4 separate regions of the Mus musculus genome follow, and regions 2, 3 and 4 are each linked to region 1. Evidence: chromatin contacts called from public Hi-C data. All regions are on one chromosome and are shown on one strand. Each heading gives the region's core, a stretch centred on a gene start, on an enhancer-like site or on the middle of the called end of the contact. The rest is flanking DNA. Distances are from core to core; before and after follow the strand shown. Region 1 has its middle 21 kb from the start of Gm33781. Region 2 overlaps Chst11 (carbohydrate sulfotransferase 11). Region 3 overlaps Chst11 (carbohydrate sulfotransferase 11). Region 4 overlaps Chst11 (carbohydrate sulfotransferase 11).

The links. Hi-C and Micro-C count contacts between places; a contact is called where the count stands out from the background.
Region 2: a Hi-C map of bone marrow-derived macrophages shows a contact between it and region 1, with 28 read pairs. The contact joins two enhancer-like sites. A contact is called at or near these places in 15 of 39 promoter capture datasets (the 3T3-L1 cell line, 3T3-L1-derived adipocytes, the C10 cell line and 10 more), 2 of 15 datasets of contacts at CTCF or cohesin (the NIH/3T3 cell line and pro-B cells), 9 of 484 Hi-C or Micro-C datasets (the 3T3-L1 cell line, bone marrow-derived macrophages, embryonic stem cells and 3 more), 5 of 115 datasets of contacts at active chromatin or transcription factors (bone marrow-derived macrophages, embryonic basal ganglia, embryonic forebrain and 2 more) and 1 of 9 other capture datasets (bone marrow-derived macrophages).
Region 3: a contact with region 1 is called in a Hi-C map of bone marrow-derived macrophages, with 22 read pairs. The contact joins two enhancer-like sites. A contact is called at or near these places in 15 of 39 promoter capture datasets (the 3T3-L1 cell line, 3T3-L1-derived adipocytes, the C10 cell line and 10 more), 2 of 15 datasets of contacts at CTCF or cohesin (large pre-B cells and pro-B cells), 2 of 484 Hi-C or Micro-C datasets (bone marrow-derived dendritic cells and bone marrow-derived macrophages), 3 of 115 datasets of contacts at active chromatin or transcription factors (embryonic basal ganglia, neural progenitor cells and oligodendrocyte precursor cells) and 1 of 9 other capture datasets (embryonic stem cells).
Region 4: a contact with region 1 is called in a Hi-C map of bone marrow-derived macrophages, with 27 read pairs. The contact joins two enhancer-like sites. A contact is called at or near these places in 1 of 15 datasets of contacts at CTCF or cohesin (CD8 T cells), 21 of 484 Hi-C or Micro-C datasets (B cells, the Ba/F3 cell line, the G1E-ER4 cell line and 13 more), 5 of 115 datasets of contacts at active chromatin or transcription factors (astrocytes, bone marrow-derived dendritic cells, effector CD8 T cells and 1 more) and 2 of 9 other capture datasets (bone marrow-derived macrophages and embryonic stem cells).

The regions. Positions count from the first base shown.
Region 1 is chr10:82,912,487-82,915,279 of GRCm38.p6, reverse strand. No RefSeq gene overlaps it. Among named protein-coding and RNA genes, the nearest start is that of Gm33781, 21 kb to the left of the region's middle. Within about 2 kb of position 1,354, at least 34 of the 459 cell types and tissues checked have an H3K27ac peak or open chromatin away from gene starts, as enhancers often do. A contact at or near this core is called in the HPC-7 cell line, bone marrow-derived macrophages and neutrophils, where this site is marked.
Region 2 is chr10:83,167,315-83,170,107 of GRCm38.p6, reverse strand. The region is part of intron 2 of Chst11 (carbohydrate sulfotransferase 11); the gene reads right to left. Among named protein-coding and RNA genes, the nearest start is that of Slc41a2, 170 kb to the left of the region's middle. Within about 2 kb of position 1,352, at least 50 of the 459 cell types and tissues checked have an H3K27ac peak or open chromatin away from gene starts, as enhancers often do. A contact at or near this core is called in the HPC-7 cell line, bone marrow-derived macrophages and neutrophils, where this site is marked.
Region 3 is chr10:83,148,097-83,150,889 of GRCm38.p6, reverse strand. All of the region lies in intron 2 of Chst11 (carbohydrate sulfotransferase 11), which reads right to left. Among named protein-coding and RNA genes, the nearest start is that of Chst11, 160 kb to the right of the region's middle. Within about 2 kb of position 1,414, at least 57 of the 459 cell types and tissues checked have an H3K27ac peak or open chromatin away from gene starts, as enhancers often do. A contact at or near this core is called in bone marrow-derived macrophages, where this site is marked.
Region 4 is chr10:83,117,464-83,120,256 of GRCm38.p6, reverse strand. The region is part of intron 2 of Chst11 (carbohydrate sulfotransferase 11); the gene reads right to left. LOC115487465 (a long non-coding RNA gene) reads left to right here. Exons shown (of 3, transcript XR_003949026.1): 2 at 709-1,733. Among named protein-coding and RNA genes, the nearest start is that of Chst11, 130 kb to the right of the region's middle. Within about 2 kb of position 1,441, at least 50 of the 459 cell types and tissues checked have an H3K27ac peak or open chromatin away from gene starts, as enhancers often do. A contact at or near this core is called in bone marrow-derived macrophages, where this site is marked.

The sequences.
Region 1 (2,793 bases), core at 105-2,604:
TCTAGAAAGTATAAAGCCCTGGGTAGTATCCTCAGCAGCACATACAACAGATGTGGTGGTACACGCCTGTAATCTCAAGACTTGGGAGTTGGAGGCAGGAGGGTCAGATCGTGGTTAACCTTGGCTATATAGAAAGTTTAAGGCCAGCCTGGGCTAAATAAAAATATGTCCTAGGAGATATTTAGGAAGAGGGTGGTATGAGTGGAGTTTGGGGCATGAGGCTCAGTCCAAAGTCCAGTCTCTGATAGAAGAAGCGGTTAGGATGGGTGATGTCTCACCAAGAGAGCCTGGGGAGGCATCCATTGGCTTGCCCAAATCTTGAGGCGCCCATCTATCTCTCTCCACGTGCAGCATCTCCTTCATCTCAAGGCTGAAGGCCTATGAGGGAGATCAGAAGAGCATCCTTCCAGGATGCAGACCTTGAGACACGGCAGCCCAACAGAACGCTGTTCAGAAAGCACATGCTCTTTAGAAGACGTGGAATACAGATCCCACTGGGGAGCGGCCTCGGGGATATATTTTAATTGCTCATAGTACAGGCGGCCTTACAAAGGGACCCTTTATTTATTAATTATGGTTTTCTAAATATAACTTTTTTTGGCTTTATGAGACAGGGTTTCTCTGTGTAGCCCTGACTGTCCTAGAACTCCATCTGTAGATCAGGCTGGCCTCAAACTCAGAGCGCCATCTGCTTCTTTCTCCGGAGTGCTGGGATTAAAAGTGTGTGCCATCACTACCTGGCCCTAAAAGTGATTTTTTATAAACCTGCATATTATCCACATAGTCACAATATGTGGCTTCTCTTCCCTTGTTATTCTGTAAATCTTTGTCACATCTTATGATTGCTGTGCCATTTTTAAGTACAGCAGTAGCAGCAGGTTGCTTCTCCTTGGGACACCCACAGTCACAAAAGCTTCGTCAAAACTTTTCCAAGTTCCTTCCTGTTTTTAAGAGCAGATAGATTCAGTTGATAATCTGGGGCAGCTGTCCCTCATGCAGTGACTCTCAGTCCAAGCTGTTTGAATCCATTCCATGAGAAACTTGCCACAATGTTTCTGCTCACTGTCATTGGTCAGAACCAGTCACCACTCATGGGCTCCCACCCAGGGAGGAGGGAAGAAATGGGAATGGCTGAGCCCCGGTCATGTCTACCATACTATACTCGTGAGCGGTTCATTCCTTCAGTAAGTACATTCTAGGCTCAAAGTCAACACTTCTGACTCTTACAAAGGCTAAATGGCTGACAAACCGCAGAAAGATTTGTCCATATTCAGCAAACAGGAAGTCTGGAACCAATACAGGCAGATTTGCTGCCTATTTTTTGGTTCCTTGGTAGCGCCTCTGGCGGTGTCTTCAGAGAGGAGGAGGTGAGGCTCTCTCTGAGTCACTTCTTGAGGTCACTTAGGGAGCTGCACTGTGCTGTGACAGGCAGAGCAGCTTAAGAGAGGGAGGATTTCTTTGGGGCCCCTGTTTAGGAAGGTGCATCAAGGCAGGGAAGACCACCATGGCAGCAGGGACACAGCGGGGACTCTTCACATCTCAGTGTTTCAGGAAGTGAGTGGGAGGTGGAGGGATGCTCATCCAGGACTGGGAAGTGAAAAGGGGTAGGGGTGGGGGTTGGGGGAGAGAGTGGGGTGGGATGGGGGAGGAGGGTGGGATGGTGGGGGAATGCTAGTCCAAGGCTGGCTGCCTCCTCTTTCTCTCTTCTTTCAACCTTGGATTCCAGTCCTTGGATGGTGCCTCCCACACTGAGGGTCAATCTTCTCTCCTCCATATAATCTCTCCCTCACACACAGCCGAAGGCTTGCCCCACTCAGGAGCTGATAATCAGAACTAACTGTCACACCATCTATAAAGCTCTCTGTGGCCTTAGTTAAGCTCAATTATCTCCCCCAAAGCCGCACCTCCTATCATAACCTTGGGGGTCAAGATTTCAACATCTGAACTGGACGGGAAAGGAAGACACAGACATTCTGACAACAGATCTAAAGGCAACCGTGCAGAACACCATATCTAGCTAGATGTAGTGCCACAGGCCTGTAATCCCAACACTCAGGCACTGGAGGCAATAAACATCATGAGTTCAAGGCCAGCTCCCGGGACAGATGTCGCCGTCGCCGAACAAGCAAATCCAAAATAAAACCAATCAATCTCAAAGCATTCTTGAGGTGTCTATTAACAAAGCAGATTGTGGCCTCTAGTCTCTCCCAGCATTCTCTCCAGTACCAGTTATATCGTCCTGGCTCCTCTCAGCACCTACCTGTCACCCCTGCCCCTACCCTACCCTCTCCAGCCCTGAGAGTCCCTTCTCTTACCCTAGCTTCTCTTTCTTATATAACTCAGTCACTGTGGGTACCCGGTGCTTGCTTGGTTCTGCTCTTGACTCGGCTCTGGAACCTATCTTTGTCCCTTTGCCTTCTCTCCTCTTCCCTCTCTCTTCCCTCTCTCCTCTACCTCCCTCCCTCTCTCACTCCCCCTTCTTGTGCGTGGCCCGGTCTGTTCTGGCCATGTTCAGTCTAGACTCTTCCAGTTGCCTCTGGCTGTGCTCTCTCTCATATCTACAATAAAACCCGTCTCCCCAACCACTCCTCGGAGGGATTCTGTCCTCATTTTCATTCAAAGGCCAACTGAAGCCCCCCAGAGAGGGGCACATTCCTGCCTGAAACATGAATATGTTGCCTTGTGCAATAAAAGGTAACGAACATGCAGACATTACTAACTCAGGAATACAGAGATGGACAATCACTCTAGATTGCCCAGATGAGCTCACGTTAATAATGAGGATCCAGGTGG
Region 2 (2,793 bases), core at 103-2,602, 250 kb before region 1:
CAGTGATGGAGTACTTGCTCAGCATGAGTGAAGTCCTGGGTTCAATCCCCAGCATTGAAAGAAAAGTGTGCCTTGCAGAAAGCTCAATGCTTAGCATTTCCTACACCAACAACTTTGGATTTTGGAGTAAAACATGCCTCTACTGCAGCTATGCACTAGCTCCCTTGTGAAGCAAGTCCCCATTAGGTGACGGAGAAGTTGCAAGAACATCTACAGCCCTCTTGAAAGAGTGAGGTGAGAATTCTGGGATTTCACAAAAGGAAGCCATTAAGGCTGGAAGGAAGGAAGAGACTTGGCAGAGGAACGTGGGGGAGGAGCTGACGGTCTCGCATGCGATGGTGGCCCTGTATGTGAGGTAGGCTGTGGTCCCCAAGGTCACACTGAAGGTCAGTGACACAGGAATTCTCCATTAATAATGGGCAGCATGGCTGTGAGGGGCAGACAGGAGCCTGGAGGTCTCTTGGAGACTGGCTATACTATCTCAATCACAGGGGAATTCACTGCCCCCCCCCCAAGCCTCTACGAGAAATGTCACATAGCCTCAGTTAGACTACAGGATCCTTTCTCTAGCTAAGAAGCTGTTCAGCCAGCACCTGAGATTCCCCAGATGCTTTCCCACACTAATGAGGCATTTCGGTGCCCTAAGCCCTCAGCCAATGACCTTTGCCCACCCTGGATGTTCCCAGCCTCAGTCCCCACAAACTCTATAAGCCTTGAATCACCATAAGTAAAGTTGATCTGCTTCCCGATAGCTGGTCCTGGTGTGGTTATTTGCCATATGTACTCACAGGGCTCCCGAACCCCAGCTCGTTGTCTCTGATCCCACTGCCTCCGTGGACTGTATCAGCCCACCATCCATCCACGAGAGCCAGGAGAACCACATTCTAGCAATGGAATATGCCAAGGGGCCGTGAAGGGACGGAGGTAAGCACTCAGGCCTTGTAAAGCGATCTATGCAGCAGACACTCTATGAAGAAGACAAGATGGTGTTCTGCATGGTAGAAGGCTGCCCACGGCAATGCTGGCTTGGGGCTGGGGATGCACTCAATGAGCAAGCCATGGCTGAGTCTGAGCTACTATTCCTCCCTCGAAACCTTATTTCCCTGCCCCCAATCCTGTGAAGGTTCCTGGAGAACAGCTGGGAACAGCTGGGAACAGCTGGGAACAGCCCCAGGCAAAGAAGCCAAGTCACTGTCCCCCAAAATGCATGTGTGGCGGCGAGCTAGGCAAACACCCACCCCAGACACTGAATACATAGTGTTCTTTGGCTAGCGGGGGTGGGGGGAAGGAGCAGGTGGAAGAATTGCTGCTGACCACATGATGCTAAAGCACAGGGGTGTTCCTGGATTAGCTGGGTGATGTCATTTGACCACAGAATCTTTCCTACAGAGGGGGAGTCAGGGGACATGGTTGGGGGGTGGGGAGGGGGAAGCAGGGAGAAGGCTCTAGCCGGCTGCCATCCCCTCTGAGGACAGAGAGATCCGTAAGCCAAGGGACACAGGTGGTCTTGGATGCTACATTGCCTGTGGATTTCAGACACATGAGACCCACGTCGACCCCTGACTTCCAGAACCGTGGTATACATTTGTGCTGCGGCATGACAATGAGTTTGTGGGAATGTGTTATGACAGGAAACTGAAACAGCTGACAATATTTCCTTCCTCAAATAATTTATGAGCTGTTTTCTCTGTCCTGGCATGGTTGAAGCACTATCTGCGTTAAATACTTTCTAGAATCTTCCTTGTGTTAGTCCCACATGGGGCTTAGTGCCAATGGAGACAGAATTCTTACAGAAGTTTGGGTAGAACAACAAAACATGCCTCTAGCCTTCCGAAGGTGACTTCGTGTACTCATGAGCGAATATAAGGAAGGGACTGTGAGTGGCCCCATTTTATAGATGGGGAGACTAAGGCAAGGGGTGACTGGGCAATGTGCTCCTGTAATTACTGTGTCTGATGCTTTGGTGCAAGGGACAAGGCTGGGAAGCAAGGAAGGTGCTTGCAAGGCCATGGCCTTCATCATTTTATTCTGGCCCAGAGGTGCCAAGTCCTCTTTAAGATGGGCTCCCATGACACTGGCTGTGGAGTCCGATGTGATCACGAATGGAGGTAATTATGGTCTACCTGACAGTCACCAGGCCTCCCTGAGCTAAGGACAGCCTTTGGAGCATGCATTATGTTTCCCACACTGGGAAGCTTGTGGAGAAACTTACGAGGCTGTGTCCTCTCAAGAGAAGCAGGACTGGTGACCCACTAAGTCCATGCACCTCTCGGCAGGGCTCCCTGTGGGTGGCAGTGAGTGGCCATGCTTCATGACGGAGGAAACGGAGGGTAAGACATATGAGTTGAGGGAGGGGTGGTCTACATGGATGGGGGCCCCCGAGGGAGCAGGCGGCAGCAACAGGCACTCTTGGCAGCCAACTGGCCCAGGCCTGCCAGCCCTCTCTCTGCATCTCACTGCAGCTTCCAATGGCCTGGAGTCACCAGGCACAAAGGGCCTGTTGAGAATAGCCACCAGAAAGGGGCCCAGCGCAGCTTTATTACCTGGCCTCTCCTGCTGCCTCTCTTGGATTCTCAGGTAGTCTCTGTCCATCTACATACCTAGTGTGGTCCTAGATGTTGACAATGAACTGGTCATGAGAGCCAGAACTGTCCTTGTGGGACAGACAGGAGAGAGGGCAGGCGTGCACTGGAGAGCTGTTCTTTCCTGAGGCTTGCAGGCCTACAGCACAAAGCCAGGTCAACTGTCTTGCTCCCAAGATACCGTCTTTGCTGAGCTGACTTCTGCTCAAGA
Region 3 (2,793 bases), core at 165-2,664, 240 kb before region 1:
GATCCTTTTCTCACTAATAATGCACCAGCCCGGGGCCCGGGCACGCTTACCTCCCGGTTCAGCTTTATCGCTACACTCCTCCCATGTGTCCTCTGCTGGTTTTCCCTCCAGCATGTGCTAAGGCAGTCAAGTGCTAAGCATATGGGATCACTCTTTCACCTCCCTGCCCTTCTCCACTGCAGGCTTGGTAGGATTCCAAGTCCTGCAGCCTGGCTTGCTTGATGGAATTGAATCATTGGCTGGCTTTTCCCACACATATGAAGGCATACTTTCTTTCTTTCTTTCTTTCTTTCTTTCTTTCTTTCTTTCTTTCTTTCTTTCTTTCTTTCTTTCCTTTTTTTTTTTTTTAGATTTATCTATTTTATTTATATGAGTACACTGTAGCTGTCATCAGACACACCAGAAGAGGGCATCTGATCCTATTACAGATGGTTGTGAGCCACCATGTGGTTGCTGGGAATTGAACTCAGGACCTCTGGGAGAGCAGTCGGTGCTCTTAACCACTGAGCCACCTCTCCAGCCCTGAAGGCAAATCTTCAACCTACACTCTCTTATTCACCTGTATCTTCCTTCATTCATCCAATAAATAGCTATTTATGTAGGAATAATTAATAATAACAGGAATTATTAACTGCCCAGCTATAGGCCTAAGAGATAAAACAATGAATAAAATTCAGACGTCAGATAAAACTGTAGACTCTAGACATTTGCCCTACATGTGGCAGTCTGGTGCTGGCAAAGTGGGGAGGGGCCCTGGGAAGCCACAAGGCCTCAGGAGGGAAATATCGCATCTCACTACTTCCTGAGAAAAATTCATCCACAGGTGCCGTTCTGAATGGCTGTGCCTGAGTCCACCACACTGCTCCCTGCCGTTACAGGAAAATGGTGTGGTGTGGCCACAGCTGTGTTTTAACCTTCTGAGATTCCATGTCCCTGAAAAACCACAGGGCCACGTCCAGATATGATTCAAAGTGAAAATGGGATTCAACCACAGAGTAAGCTCAGATGCAACTCACTTCCCACTCTTCCCCCGATGACATCAATGGCTTTCTCATGAGGACACCCTCATGGGGGAGAGCACAGCCCCTTCCATGCTGAAGGCTCAGTGGTGGCTGTCTGGGTGCTGGCTCACCCTTAGTGAGCAGAAGGCTTGAGGCTGAGGCACCAGCCCAGCCCTGCCTCCTCCCCCTCAGAGTCTATCCTTCCTTTTGCTCACCCCTCTCCTTCCACCTTCCCCATCCTCTGTTTCCCTGCCACGGGTTAGGCACCCTTTAAAGTGGACAGACTTCTGACCTTGAACACAAGACTAAGCATCGAAGACGTGTATTTTATCCTTGGGAGATACGTTCAGAGACACGCCACAGAGCTTGTTAGGCATTCTCCCAGCAGAGTCAGGAACAGGTTGTAGCAATGACTAGTTGCTATGGTTACCAAAGCTGGCAAGGCAGTGCCAGCAGCAACATTCAAATCCAGACCCCCGATTAGCACCTCTCCCCGTTGGAGGAGGTCACTGCTGGACAGAACATCTTAATAGCCAGTGTGTACCCCAAAGGAGGTGCCTTTCCGGGATAAACATATGCCATGATGGTTAAAGCCCTGGGCCATGGAGGGAACTTCTGTCTCTAGTCTGTCTGTCTCTCAGAGGCAGTGTAGGAAAAAAAAAAAAGGCTATATACCATAGAGATGAGCCCTGTATGAAAACCAGGAACAGGTACTATTGGTGGACCCACACCAGGGCAATCCTGAGTCACCTGTACAATGGTCCTCTTCATGTGACCTGACTGTAAGTGCAGAGCTCGGAGCCACAGTCCTTGCAGGTGCTCCTCAGGCAGGAGAGGCGGGAGACCTCTCTAAGGTGGGTGGGCTTCATCCCAGCAGTTAAAGGACTAAAGAGATCAAAAAGTTGACCCTCCCATGAGCAACACACAATTCCTCTTGCTCAGCCATGACGTCCCCACCCCCAACACACACACATATCGGAACTGAGACAAAAAGCTCTGAACTATGCCAGTCACTGTTCTTCTGGGTCTGTGCAACGAGAGATTGATTCTCTAGCCTGTCACACTCCCTTATACTAAGTAACTCTCTATACATAGCTTCCTCTATGGAAAGCCGTAAGGCAGTCAGAGTCCATTTGGACTTTCAGCCCATTCCAGATACTGACGACAGCCACTTTGCCTGGGTCAGGTGCAACACCTAGAATGGAGGCCCTGTGAGCTCCTGTCACGGGTATTTGGGCGGATACCGATGAGGTATCAGCCCTATGCTCTGCGATGGTCTAGGGACAAACTCTCCTCAAATCACTGACTTCAGAGTTCAATCTTTTCTTCTAGAGCACCATGAGGTAGAAACAGGCAAGCCGCATGGGGCATCTTCTCAGATCATTGATACATTTGTGGTGAATACTGTTAACTTGACAGAGTCTAGGATCACCTAGGAGACAAGCCTCTGGGCACGCCTGTGGGAGATGTACCTATTCAAGGAGTAAATAAGATGCTGATGTGCAACCATTACTATACTCTGACTTTAAAATGTTTATCACAGCCTAGAACCCCCCTCCTCCATCAGTCACTTCGCCCTGTCCCCCAACCCGACCCAAACATAGGCAGCCACCAGTGTACTTTCTGCTTTTACGTTTGTCCATTCAACATTTATGGAATCACATGACTGTGGGTCTTAAAAGTGGCTTCATTCCCTCAGTATGGTTCTGAAGCTTACTCAGATTGAAACGTGCTTGGACTCAAGTGTCACTAATAATGTGACCGCTTGACCCTTCACTCATATGGCAGCATA
Region 4 (2,793 bases), core at 192-2,691, 200 kb before region 1:
GCACGAGCGCCACCCCTATTGATAATGGCTCATCCAGGAACACAGGTGAGAGGTCTCACTGTAAACTTTACCACTGCTCATGCAGAGTAGCAGCTGGTACAGAGAAGGCACTCAGCAAACACGGGGCCGACTAAACAAGGAAGGCTTGCCGCACTCACCAGGCCTTCTGGGAGTTCAGGGTTGAGTCTGACACATGGGACCTGGCTCTCACTGAGCCTCAGGTCACGAGTATAAAAGAAAGACCAAGGAGGGCAGAGGGCACAGATGTGGGAAACCAAATCCCTAAATCCTTGTGTTAAAAGACTTAGAGGTGAGGCCCTTGGGAAGTGATGAGGATAGGTGAGGCTTGAGGGTGGGGCCCCTAGGACAGCATTCCTGGTTTTTTTTTTGTTGTTGTTTGTTGGTTGGTTGGTTGGTTGGTTTTTCCAGACAGGGTTTCTCTGTATAGCCCTGGCTGTCCTGGAACTCACTCTGTAGACCAGACTGGCCTCAAACTCAGAAATCCACCTGCCTCTGCCTCCTGAGTGCTGGGATTAAAGGCGTGCGCCACCACGCCCGGCTGGCATTCCTGGTTCTTAAGAAAAGCCTACTCACTCGATTTGTCAAGCTGAAATACGATGTCCTTGTCAGAGGCCAAGCAGAAGCCCGGCCATGCTCCTCCTCTTTATGTGACAGGCAGTTTAACCACCTACTCTGTCATCCTTACAGGAAGTGAAGCACTCTAAGGAAGAGGGCACCATACCTGCACACGTGACATTTAGGATAAGTGGAGAAGAGAGGATGAAGGAGGAGGAGGAGGAGGAAGGAAGAGCTGGAAGGCTAAGATGGCTTGGGGCAGAAAGCACAGGTAGGTAGAACAGAGGCACACTGGGGTGGGGAGTAAAGAGGAAAGGGGACGAGGGTCACTGGACTGAGACTGCAGTTCCTGCCCCATGCAATGGGGAGTAAAGACGCACTGCCAGCTGCACTCATCGCCATAAGCCGTTGGCAGCACTCCAGATGGGAGAATAGGTAAAGGTCCCAGGATGCCTTGGCTTGGGCAAACGGCTGGAAGGCACATGCTAGTACCACAAGCCAGGCTCCCCCAAGAAGCCAGTCTGCTGAAGGTACCATACCAGCCAGTGTGACCGTGGCGACTGGCGGGGCTGGTGAGAGGAGCTAGTTCACCTGCTGGATGCCTGGCCTAGGGTGCAAGCAGCTTGTCCCAGTTGGGTGGAGATCTTGCCGGGGTGACCTCGCTTGCTTTGGGGACTGTTTTATTCTCCCCAGTTCATTTGGGAGTTTGTTTATCCTTTCATTTCCTAGTTTGATTTCCTTTTAATAAAGCTCTAATCTTATCTTGGCTCACCCCATGGGAAAAGGGATTAGTCACAGTGTGGCCAGCAGGAGGGGAGAAGGAAGGGCTGGAGCCATAGAGACTCAGGCCTAGCAGAGTGTAGAAGCACCTCCAGAATTTAGGAGGACAGACAGCAAATTCAGGAATGACCGTGGTGTTACACCCTCTGTGGTTACTTCTTCCTCAGTCCAAGGCCACGCTTCCAACACAAGTAGCTTCCTCCCAGATGAAACCTGAGGCCAGAGCTCCAGGCCCAGCCCAGTGCCCTGACTCTGAGTTGGGCACATGCAGTCACTTCTCAGGCCCGGGTTTCCTCACTGGGATGAGAGGGATGCAAACCAACATGACCTTGAGGATCACTGCAAGTTCAGTCTGGAATGCACAGATGGAGGTCAAGGTGAGTATTACTGGTCATTTACAAAAAAAAAAAAAAAAGAAAAAAGAAAAAAAAAGATTTGCCTTGGTGGGACAGACTTTGGGCTCTCCTGAGGGTAAAGGCCCCCTCTTCCAGCCCCTGTGGAGAGTCATGCAAACAGCTCCTGCAGACTTTGTCTCCCCACTGCGTCTCAGACACTGGCCTATCTACTTCTGGGGACAGCTGAGCCAGGTCCAGTCATTCCTCCTGGTGGCTCAGTCTTGTCACTTACTGCAAGGCAGAGTCACCTGCGAGGGCTCGGAGGCCAAAGCCAGGACTGTGAGTTACTAATGGCTGGCCCAGGGTTCAGTCCCAACCCAGCATTAGAACCTCTCCTCCAGAGTGTACTGTGAAGCCTTTAAAATGCAAAGGACAAGGCTACTGAAAGGACAGCATACAGCCTAGGCAAGATGCCCAGGCAGAGACATCCAGCTGTGGGAGCCCAGGTGTGCCGGCTGCAGATGGCAGCGAGGCTCTGCTGCCTTTGAAGGAAGAGCGTCAGCTACAGGGCAGACATTGCAGGTTGGCCACAGAATCTGGCCTCGGGGGAAAAATGGAGCCAATGGGAGTCATTTTTTAAAAAAATGACAAAGAAGACCTCAACTTAGAGGTTGGTCCATGCCGTAGAGGAGAAGACTGATTTATGTATTTATTATTTTGGGGGACAAGATCTCTAGTCCAGGCTGGCCTCAAGTGCACAATGTAGCTAAGGCTAACCTTGAACTCCTGATCCTCTTGCCTCTACCCTCTCAAGGGCAGAGTTTATGCAGTCTTGAGGATAAACCAGGTTTATGCAGTGCTGAGGATTGAACCCAAGATTTTATGTATGCTAGGCAAACATTTTGAGCTGTATCCCCAGCCCCTAAATGTAATTTTGTCCATGTGCATTTAAAGTATGCATTTAGAACTGTCTGGACACTTCAATGGACAGATATTGAGGGGAAGGCCTCTGTCTGGGTAGTGGCTGCAGGATGCGTTTCCCACCAGCTTCTAGACAGTCTTTATAGTTATTTCCAATCCTGCCCCAGCTCCCTGCAGATAC